3 separate regions of the Mus musculus genome follow, and all the other regions are linked to region 2. Evidence: chromatin contacts called from public Micro-C and promoter capture Hi-C data. All regions are on one chromosome and are shown on one strand. Each heading gives the region's core, a stretch centred on a gene start, on an enhancer-like site or on the middle of the called end of the contact. The rest is flanking DNA. Distances are from core to core; before and after follow the strand shown.

Region 1 (3,365 bases), core at 431-2,930, 110 kb before region 2:
TGAGTGGGCACTGCATTTAATTAATTATTTTTAATGGAATTTATTATGCCTGATGACTCCTGAGCATGGCGCCTGCCCTGAAGTACGGATGATATACCCAGCATCACTCTATTGAAGAAAACTATTTTTCTCTCCCGCAGAAGCTATCAGTTGAAAATAACTTCTTAGCGAGGGGTTTTCTTGTATTTGATGCAATTTTCGTTGTGAATTGTCCATTGCTGTGATTCAGAATCACAGGTTTGTTATAAGTCACCAGCTTACAGACAAAATCTAATAGCCATTCGTAGAACTCCTCTGATGATGTGAAGTGAATCCTATGACATAATCTTTGCCTCCCGCTCCCACATCATTCCCTTCTGTAACTTGGTATCTATGCTTTCTTTTGCTGCTTTTTAAAGTAATGCTTATTGCTTAAAATCAATATAGTAAGTCTCAATTTAGATATTACATCATCCTAGAAGACTTTCCTTATTTTTCTTTACCTGCCCCTGCCACTTTCCATAAAAATTCATATGTATGTCCTTTTTGTTTTTTCTATGGGGCATTTTAACAGAGTGCATCAAAAAATAGAGCTATAGTACACAAAGAATTTTAGCATTTATTTATATCCATCCTCTGTCCAAGTGATAGAACCACTAGGTTTTTTTTTATAGGCACATAGCAAAATAAAAGATCATTATTTTTCACAGGCAGACATATAGGCAGTAAGCATAAACCTTCTCTAAAGAGCATCTGAAAGGTTCTTCCTTTCTTTTCTTTCTATGTTCCTTTCTCCTTGCAGGCTAGAATCAGGTCCACTAGGTAAAGCTGGCAACAGACCCTGACCAAGAAGGAATAGAGAGACACACATAACCACAAAGCAGTTATGCTAGAAAAGCCTAGGTCTCCATATATTACCCTGCTCCTGGGATTGACATGTTAAAAGTCCCATAGTTCTTGCCTTAAGCTGTTGTTTCTTTAGGTCACTGTTGCTGTTAGCAAACAATCCAAAGAGATATACATATCAAATTGAATACCTTCTCAGTACACAGTGCTGTGTCTAATACAAAGTAAGTCTTTAGGTGACACTTGCTGATAAAGGATTAAAAGTCTTCATGAGTCTCCAGCTTCTCACAAAATTCATGTCCAGGACACTAAAGCAAGCTTGTCTCTCTCTCTCTCTCTCTCTCTCTCTCTCTCTGTGTGTGTGTGTGTGTGTGTGTGTGTAAAATTCTGCCTTCATAAATCTCTCAGGCTCTGAACAGTTTTCCACTAATTTACTTATCCTAACATTAATAAACTCTTTGATATTTAATGTAGCTGAAGAAAGCAAATTTATTTAATAATTTCATGGGTATTTGAGAGCCAGAAGCCTGAAATTGACTATGATAACTTATCGCAAGAAACCAAAATTATAGAACAATGGCAATCAGATTCAGACAGCTAAAACAGCTTGTTTAGTTCCACAGATGACAACCTGGAGGCACAGAGAGGTGGCAGGGCTAATTCCAGGTCACACAAATGTTGAATGGCAGAGCTGATGTCAGAATCCATTCAATCAGACCTCCCACGGTGTACTCTTGGACTCAGTTAGGGCATCATTGCTTGGGAAGAAGAAACTACTAACGTAAGCAGTAAGCAAATGACCTTTTAAAATGTGAGGACTTAGAGCCTGGAACACACATGCGCCAGCAGCTCTGCCCCTGCCTGGTTTCCATGGCAATATCAGTTACAGGCCTCCTGCTGCTGGGACCAATGGAATGAATGGAGGAACTGCAGCAATTTTTACTGTTCTTTCATTCTGATGGTGATTTCACTTTTCCACTCAATGGTCCTTCCCATCCCTCATTCTGCCTGACTGGCAGAAGAAGCTTCTTGGGATTGTGGCTGAGAGTGCCTCAATCTATGACTCCCTTCATCCAGTGTAGAGAATGAGTAGAGGGCTGCTGAAGATGCTTAGGGGAAAGGGAATATGGGAAAAAGAAAGGGAGTGAGAAAAGGAGGGAGGAGGGAGAGAAACAGGGAAGGAGGAGGAAGTGGAAGGAGAGAGAAAGAGGAGGAGGAGACAGAAGGAAGAATGAGGAAAAAATTACCAAGAGGAGGAAAAGCAAAAAGAGAAGGAATTATTTGTTTTATCTGACTGTTTCTTGCCTCCTGTTTTTATAGATGTTGCTGTTGTTGTTGTTTATGCATTTTAAAAATCTGCAGTTACATGAGATGACAAGCTTGAAAAGTAACAGCCATGCTTCTAACGGTAGTTGAAAGGACGTTACAAACCAACCGAGTACCCTAGGATGACGGAACCATGCCCCTAGCCCTACCACTCAGCTCTCCCTGAAGATCTCATTGTATGGCATCATCTATTTTCTTGTACTCACAATAAGTTGGATATGTATGTACTGTTTGCAGCCACAAAGCAGAATTCTAAGGCCATTGGCAATGAGTTGTATTTGCTTCTCAAAATGTCAAAGTCCCGAAACCAGACCAACAGAAAGAATGGACGTCCTCAACCTTCATTTTGTATGAAGTCAAGCTTTTTGATTTGCCTCTCCCACTGAAATATTGCTGGCAAAGAGGCAGAAACAGGTTAGCCCCTTATAATAAATATGCCTAATTCATCCATGTAGCAGTATTCTGTATTGATAAGATAATAATGACATCAGTAACTAGCAGGAGGAATGACAATTACAAAGCAATTGTTAGCACATGAGTGTGTACTTGTTAGCACTTAGAGAGGAACTGACCGAGCAGTTCTCTCTTCATTACTGTAAATGCTTATGCTACCAACTAGCTTCCTAAAGAAAAGAGGTCTACTTGAGACATAGTTCGGGATGGCTCACCTTCAGCTTTACTGAGAACTTTATAGAGAATGCAGGGACAAAAGGAAGTTCATGTCCCCAGACAAACAGCTACAGAGTGATTCCAGGGCTGGGCTTGCTCATATAAAAAGCTCACCCTCAGGGCAATCCCAGGTCTCATGAGAGCCATATTCATGCCCTTGGAAGGCATGCCACATTGACCTTAGGACATCACACCAGCCCCGTGTCCATGTCATTTCCTCCCTGGACCTCCATGCAGGGGACTCAGCTTCTGACAAGCAGCCACTTGGGATAAACCAGTTACAAATAATTGCAACCAGTCATCTTGTGTTCTCATGTGAAAACTAATAAAATTTAAAATGCACATAAGAAAACTCTATTCCAGAATATGGAGTTTTATAAAACGATGACTTTCTATTTCAAAGTGTACAGAGTTAGTCATGCTAATTTAACCAGTTAGAAATGTTATGGATGGTAATATCTGTTTGTTAGTTTGGTGCCAGAGATTTCTCTACATTTTTATCATTTATACAAGATGGGTTTTATCTCATGTTGTTTTATATAATC
Region 2 (3,684 bases), core at 41-2,540:
ACACACACACACACACACACACACACACACCTTCATGTTCACAGTACCCAAACCACGGGAAGAATTCTTTCATTTCTGGGATGAGGAGAACACCAGACATGGAGTTTTTCTTTTTTAAAGAAATACAAAGGCAGAAGTTTACATCTGTAGTAGCCCCAGGAAATCTCAACAGACAACCTTCCAGTTCGAAATAGTCAGCTAGCTAAGGTTTTTGTGGACTTCATTTTGTGAATACTCTCTTTTTAAAAGTATTAGGTACTTACTTAAAAACCCCATGGTTGGCACTTCCCTAATACCCACTGTTCTCCCTGGATACTTGCTGCTCCACTTGATGCGGTTCTCCCCAAAGGGCAGAAAGCCAACACCCGCTGCAGCCCACTTTCTCCTAGTAGCCAGCTAGTTTCCCATGGCAGGCGCGACAGAGGCCCCTTCCCCACAAGTGTTCTTTTCAGGCACATGTTTGTTCTCCATTTCTTGGGCTCCCCACACAGCCTGGGCATACATAGGCTTTTCCACTTTCACCTGCTTTCACTGCCAGCCCATGGCTCCTCTGTGCTCCCACCTCGGTGCGCTAAGTCTGGACCTGATCCTGACTAATCTTTGGAAGAAAGCTTCCAAATTAGGTCCAAGCAACCCAAGGCTGATGGGAAGTCAAGCCTTGAGCAATCACCTGGCTCACCTCCGAGAGCAAGCTAACTGCACAAGCCTGGAACAATCAGCCAGAAGAGCAGAGAAATCTGGGTCCCAGCTCATCCTGCTCGGCCCTTGCTCTCGGAGGCAGCAAATGGCAGGCAGCCTTGCCCCTCATCCAGGCACTGGCCACACCGGGCAGCAGTTTCAGCACCGTGGACCGCGGCGTGCGCAGCGCCCCAGCCCGGCCGGCCGGGCGCGCCACTCATTGGGGACCGTGACTCCCGTCGTCGCAGGGCGAGGACCGGGTGCGGGACCAGGGGTCCCGGGGACTCCAGGTGGCGCCGCCTCCTCCCCTTCCGCTCCCTCCGGTTACCTCCTCGGCCAAGGTCACGGCCCCGCGGCTCCCCTCCGGGTGTGCTGAGGGCAGGCGCTGTCAGCTGGCTGCGAGCGGAGCTGCGAGGCAGGGCAGCCTCATCACACTCGCGCTGCTCAGGCCACCGCCACCCTCGCCGCGGTGCACAGGCGGCCCCGGCAGCCGCCGCTCGCGCCCGCTCCCCCGGGCCGCCTCGCTCGTTCCCTCCTCCGCTTCTCCTCCCGGGGACTGGGACCAGTCGAGCGCGCGCGGGAGTCGAGACGCCTGGCCCGTGCGCGCGCGACTGGGAGGAGGGAGGAGGCGACAGTCACGTGGGACAGGGACGCCCGAAGGTGCCGGCTCGGACGGGCTCGGCTTCGCCGCCGCCACACCCCTGGGTGTCCCCGGCCTCCCGACCCCGCAACCCCTCGGGAGCACAGGCCCTGTCCCCCGCGCTGGCAAGCCCACGCGCCGCCGCAGGCCTGGAGAGCCAAACTGAGCTAAGCAGGAGGAAGGGCTTGGCGGAGGGTGGGTGGATGGGTAGGTGGGTGAAAGGGTGGGTGAGTGGGTAAATGGATGAATGGATAAGGCCCCCTGCGGCTGGCAGGTCTGCATCGCGCTCCTGGCGACCCTGCTGGCAGAACTAGGGAAGCAAATGATTGATAATCCTTATGCTTAAGTAACAGCCCAGAGAGATGCTGGAATATCCCAGAAGTGAAAGCAATGGCCAGGACCAAATGACTCATTGGCAGGCCCCCTTCCTCACTCCAGCCTGTTTGCCCATGACTTTCACTGCCTCCTATTAAGTTGGAAATACCGGGAAGGAATTTGGAGGCCTCTACCAAAAGCGAACAATCTCACCACCTGTGACATTGAAGGCCCATGGCTGATGTCTGGCTGGTCTAACCTACTGGGCTCAGAGAAACTTGTCTTTAGTCCTTGTCCTCTACTGGGGTTCACAGAATCACAAAGGGTCTGGGGTTGCTGATACCCCGAACCCCAGAAATTCTTCAGGTTTCCGGCACTAATTTTTCAAGGACTGGGAAGACATTAAAGAAAAAAGTTTTTGTCCTCGTGAAATGTACCCAGCTTTCTGGGACATTAGGAAGTTGTGGGAATCTGAACATCTGAGAAGGCTTCCTCTATAGGACTGAGGATAAAGACGATTTAGCCAGTGTGATTTGTGTGTGTAGGCGGACTAAACCTAAGGCCCCTGCCAATGAGCTGCATCCCATTCACAACCCTCTCTACCAGCACCTTCGTTTGTTTGTTTGTTTGTTTGTTTGTTTTTCACTTTTGAGACAGCGTCCAACCAGGCTGGTCTTAAACTCAGTTTAGCCCAAACAGACCTTAAATTCAACATTCTCCTGCCTCAGCCTTCCAAACAGCTGGGATTACAAACCGGTGGCACCAGAATTGGCTATCCAGTGCCATCTGTGGCTGCTTCTCCAAGCAGGGTAAACCTTAATATAACTGCTATCCAAATATCTGTGGGTACCAGTCACGTTTCCAGCCTCACCCAGGCTCTTTCAGGTGTCATTCAAAGTAGCATTTATCTATCCGTACCCATGTTCTAAATACTACAGGATCACGTTCCCAGGCCAGGTTACCCACAGCCATGTCTGACTTCTCTCCCTACTTTCCATCAATTTCCCCAAATCTTTCCACTGTTAGGGAAATTCTCTTTGTTTCCATTCTCTCCTAATAGTTTCTTGGTGGTCTTACTCTAGCTGAAACCGGCTGCTCTCTCTTCAGCCCCCTGCCTCCCTTCCTTCCTTTCCCCTTGCTCTCTCTACTGTCTGGATACTCATGTGCTTTTAGATATAGATAGATATGGAAAAAGTCACTGGGTGTGCTCACCACTTTGCCCTAAATGAAATGGCCTGAAGGAGCCTGTAAGGATAGTTACAGTTGCCAGGAAAGAACTAAGGAGGAAGATTCAATTCAGGAGACAACTCATAACTCTATCAGTATGCAATATTATATTTATCACCTTACAATTTCCAGGGACTCGCATTATTCAGATCTAGACTAGAAGAAATAGCCTAGATACCACCAAATCCATCTGTATCTTATATTTTAACGTTCTCATGATTCTCAACTGTCATTATTCAAATTAGTCTTACTATTTTCTCTACCATCCATTTATGTACTGTAATATTTTTGTTAAACAAATGAAATTCTTAAATGTGGTACTATATGCATTTTATATGCCAGATGGGACCTTCTGAGCACTAGGCAAAAGACCTACCTATAACCTCATCAACCCCCCAAAGGACATTTAAAAGGGGGTTTTTTGTTTGTTTGTTTGTTTTGTTTCATTTTAAACGTCAAACTTTAATAGTTCCACCAAGAGAAATAAATCTAACTTCAATGGTTTCACCTAGGGAAGGAAGTTCAATTGTATCAATATTTTTGAAATAATAGAAACAGTACCTATTTTTATGAACATCTATTTTTATAAATAATTGGAAGCTTAGGCATCCTAAGTTATTACCCACCGATGCAGGAACCCATTTTTATTCTGAAAGTATTTATTTATTTTTATTTATTTACTGTGAATGGAAGATTCCTATTCTTCTACAAAGAATTTGAACAAATCCAGTAGGTAGCTTTGATCTTCAGGGAGTGTGCAATCAAGTTTGGGGAGAAAAACAGATGCCCCCCTCCCATACCTTCCATCAACCCAATCAACAGGT
Region 3 (3,395 bases), core at 284-2,783, 110 kb after region 2:
AGCCTCAAAGGGGATAGGAACTCCACAGGAAGACCAACAGAGTCAACTAACCTGGACTCTTGGGACTCTCAGAATCCAAACCAACAAAAGAACATACACAGGCTGGACCTAGGCTTCCCACACATACATAGCAGAACATGCAGCCTGGTTTTCATGTAGGTTCTGAACAACTAGAGCGGGGGCTATCCCAAAAGCTGTTGCCTGTGTGTGGGATATGTTCTTCTAGCTGGGCCTTCTTGTCTGGCCTTCGTGGGAGAGGAAGTGCCTAGCCTCGCAGACTTGAAGTGTCAGGGTGGGGAGGATACCAGGGGGGACCCCACCAGCAAAGAGAAGAAGGGGAGATGGGGGTGGGGGGATGATTGTGGAAATAAGTGACAGGGAGGGAGACAGTGAGTGGGATATAAAGTGAATAAGTTAAAAAATTAAATTAAATTTTAAAAAGGTCTTGTTTGTAAATTTCTTAAGTTTATTTTAATATAAATTTATTGAAGTCACTTTGGACCCAGCATATCCTTGGGTTTCACCCACTCATCAAACTGCTCTGCTGTGAGATAGCCAAGTTCAATAGCCGTTTCCTTTAAGGTTGATCCGTTCTTGTGTGCGGTCTTGGCAATCTTTGCTGCTTTGTCATACCCTGAAGGGAAGACACACAACACAAACATCAGTAGTGAAATTTTTCTAAAATAAAAAGCAACTGATACTGATGTTACAGGCCTCTTACATAACATAATCTATTTTAAAACTATAAAGTGACCATGCCAATAACTATCATGTCTTCTATAGAATACAACCTTGATTTGCTTGAGAAACAGACTTAAGCATACCTCATTTTATCCAAGATTTGTTGAAATGGACCAATAATTAAAAGAAACATTTAAAAAGAAGAAAGAGAGAGAGAGAAAGAGAGAGAGAAGAGAAGAGAAGAGAAGAGAAGAGAAGAGGCACCACAGCATAAAATCCACACTTGGCTGTGCTGTCCATTAATTATCTTTCTAAGGCAGCACTAAAACGTTCATTGCGGCAGGTTGTAGGAACAGACAGCTATGTAACCGGCGGTAACCAGTTCCCATGGTTCCCATAGCCCTGCTCTGCTCGGTGCTCCAGCACACCGGCTGCCATTCCCTGGCTTCTGCTTAGGGTTTAGGCATTACAAGGATAAGGAGGGGAGAGTTTTAGCCAACATATCTATTGGCACCAAGGAAGCCAGGCAACCCAGGCAGGACGATGCACTGTAACCCTAGCATCCAGGGGATGACAGTGAGTCTCAACCTGGGCTACACAGCAAGCCCTGCCTCAAAAAGCAAAACATCAGAGACCCTGGTTCACTTCAACAGTCATCTGCTTTTACACGACGGCTGGCACCGAGAAATTCTCAAGGTCGCTCTGACATTGAAAACTGACAGAAGGCAAAGGCAAGGACGATGACGTCAGTGACAGAGGCAAAGTAAACTTAAAAGTCAGAGGACTATGACCAAGGGGGCGGGGCCTGCTGAGGCAATGTGGTAACCAGGTGGTGCAGTGTGGTTGGAACACGTCTGGCTGCAACCACAACCAAACTGCCTGCTTCACTTTAGTCTTAGCTGAACCTATGCACGTTCACTGTGCTGGCACAGGCATGGAGTAACCGAGTCACTTGCAGAAAGAATGGTCACGTTAAACTCTTGGGTCAAACTGTCTTCTGTGCTTTTTGTGTGAATGAGGACTACAACGTAGGCGTCCCTGCCCACCACACAAACCAGTACTCAGTACGACCCTCGTGTATCACAGAGCCACTAAGAGCCCAGACCAGGCCTCACTCAGCCAGCGCGGTGGTTCTTGCCGAGATCATAAAGCACTTTTGCCAGGGACGTGGTCTTTGGGTGTCTCTGTCCTAGAGTCTAAGATGCTTCCCAGGCATCTGCTTGAACAGGGCGTCTAACCTACAAGTGTTGGCAACACAGGAAGGTCAGGTGAAGCACTTCTCTCACAAGCCTCTAGGGTTGCTTTGGACCTTCGGACTTAAATGCTGGTGTGTAACAATTTTAAATGAGTCAAATCGTTTCACCAACTCTATAAAACTAAAATAGATAGGTAGGTAGGTAGGTAGGTAGGTAGGTAGGTAGGTAGATAGATAGATAGATAGATAGATAGATAGATAGATAGATAGATAAAACCATGAATAATATCAGCCCCCCTAAGGTCAGGATTATTGAACATTCTAAAGTGTTAACTGCATCATGATACAAGATTGTATCATTACTCATTCTAAAGCAGCCCAATGCCATCTACACAGCGATGGCCTGCACAGCAGCAGACCACAGCAATGGCCTACAGCCCGTGGAAGCCAGAGCAGATGTCTTAATGGGATGGACAGTGGTGGTGGTCAGCTGCAATCTAAGTCTGCATAAAACACTTAAAATCAGGAAAAGACTAGGAACACAAAAGATAGTTTCAGAAAAACCATTTAGTTTTCTTACCTTTCCCTATAAACACCAATATATATCTTTCCCTTTTAATTTGTAACATTCTATATTTGAATTGAATAAAACAAAATCAAAATATTACATGGCATCTAGGAAGGAAGAAACAAATGAATCCATTTGCTATCATCGGTGATCAGGCAGTGCCACCTAGTGACGTTACCAACGAGGGAGGGTCTTACAGGTCACCCTCTCCAGCTGTTGGCATAAACACCAGCATCCGAGGTCCTGACTATGAAATCAGGGCTGCTGAGATGCTTTGTGTGCCCGGCTGCTCTCCAACACGACTGCTGCTGAGTTCCAGCTCACAGACCCACATGGTGGAAGGAGAGAACTGATCCATCCCTGTAAGCTCAGCTCTGACCTCCACATGCACCTCATGGGAAGACAGACAGACATAGATATCCAATACAGACACACAGATACACATAGACAGACAGACAGACACACACACACACACAGAGATTTTTTCAAAAACTTTAAAGGTTTCTTTTTTTTAAGCTTTTCAGTAACTGTTTTCAAAATGGCATTACCCTCCAAACTTACCTATATGTGGATTAAGAGCTGTGACCAACATTAAAGACTCATTCATTAGCTTGTTGATCCGCTCTGTGTTGGCCTGGATCCCGACCACACAGTTGTCTGTGAAGGACACTGAAGCATCTCCCAGTAGCCTGGCTGAGTGCAGCACATTCTTAATCTATGGGAGAGGCACGGGAAGGAGGAAAGAGAATCGTTTCTGAGCCTCGGGTCACTTTGCTTTGCTTTTGTCCAATGACATGCATTATTTGCTGTTCCATACTGGACATGTAATTCCATAACCGTACACCACTCCTACCAATCCTGCAGTATAATACCCAGAAAACAAGTGAGAAAGGGAGACTCTGAGGACACAAAGTTACAAATCTAAAAATGATTAAAGAAAAAAAAAAAAAA

Evidence for each region. Promoter capture Hi-C pulls out the DNA fragments that hold promoters and counts their contacts. A called contact is a pair of places that touch in the nucleus more often than the background predicts.
Region 1: a contact with region 2 is called in a Micro-C map of stem cell-derived neural progenitor cells, with 4 times the contacts expected there. The contact joins the enhancer-like site here to the promoter of Rgs7 in region 2. A contact is called at or near these places in 1 of 39 promoter capture datasets (stem cell-derived epiblast-like cells), 2 of 484 Hi-C or Micro-C datasets (cerebellar granule neurons and stem cell-derived neural progenitor cells) and 2 of 9 other capture datasets (adipose tissue and pancreatic islet).
Region 3: a promoter capture Hi-C map of hippocampal neurons shows a contact between it and region 2, with 4 times the contacts expected there. The contact joins the enhancer-like site here to the promoter of Rgs7 in region 2. A contact is called at or near these places in 4 of 39 promoter capture datasets (embryonic stem cells, hippocampal neurons and liver), 4 of 484 Hi-C or Micro-C datasets (the N1E-115 cell line, cerebellar granule neurons, cerebellum and 1 more), 2 of 115 datasets of contacts at active chromatin or transcription factors (astrocytes and neural progenitor cells) and 2 of 9 other capture datasets (adipose tissue and pancreatic islet).

The regions. Positions count from the first base shown.
Region 1 is chr1:175,384,146-175,387,510 of GRCm38.p6, forward strand. All of the region lies in intron 2 of Rgs7 (regulator of G protein signaling 7), which reads right to left. Among named protein-coding and RNA genes, the nearest start is that of Rgs7, 110 kb to the right of the region's middle. Within about 2 kb of position 1,681, at least 42 of the 459 cell types and tissues checked have an H3K27ac peak or open chromatin away from gene starts, as enhancers often do. A contact at or near this core is called in stem cell-derived neural progenitor cells, where this site is marked.
Region 2 is chr1:175,491,255-175,494,938 of GRCm38.p6, forward strand. It overlaps Rgs7 (regulator of G protein signaling 7), which reads right to left and starts at 1,291. Exons shown (of 18, transcript NM_001347195.1): 1 at 1,007-1,291.
Region 3 is chr1:175,600,933-175,604,327 of GRCm38.p6, forward strand. Fh1 (fumarate hydratase 1) reads right to left here. Exons shown (of 10, transcript NM_010209.2): 9 at 3,006-3,159; 10 at 446-634. The coding sequence ends at 492. Among named protein-coding and RNA genes, the nearest start is that of Fh1, 23 kb to the right of the region's middle. Within about 2 kb of position 1,534, at least 13 of the 459 cell types and tissues checked have an H3K27ac peak or open chromatin away from gene starts, as enhancers often do. A contact at or near this core is called in hippocampal neurons and liver, where this site is marked.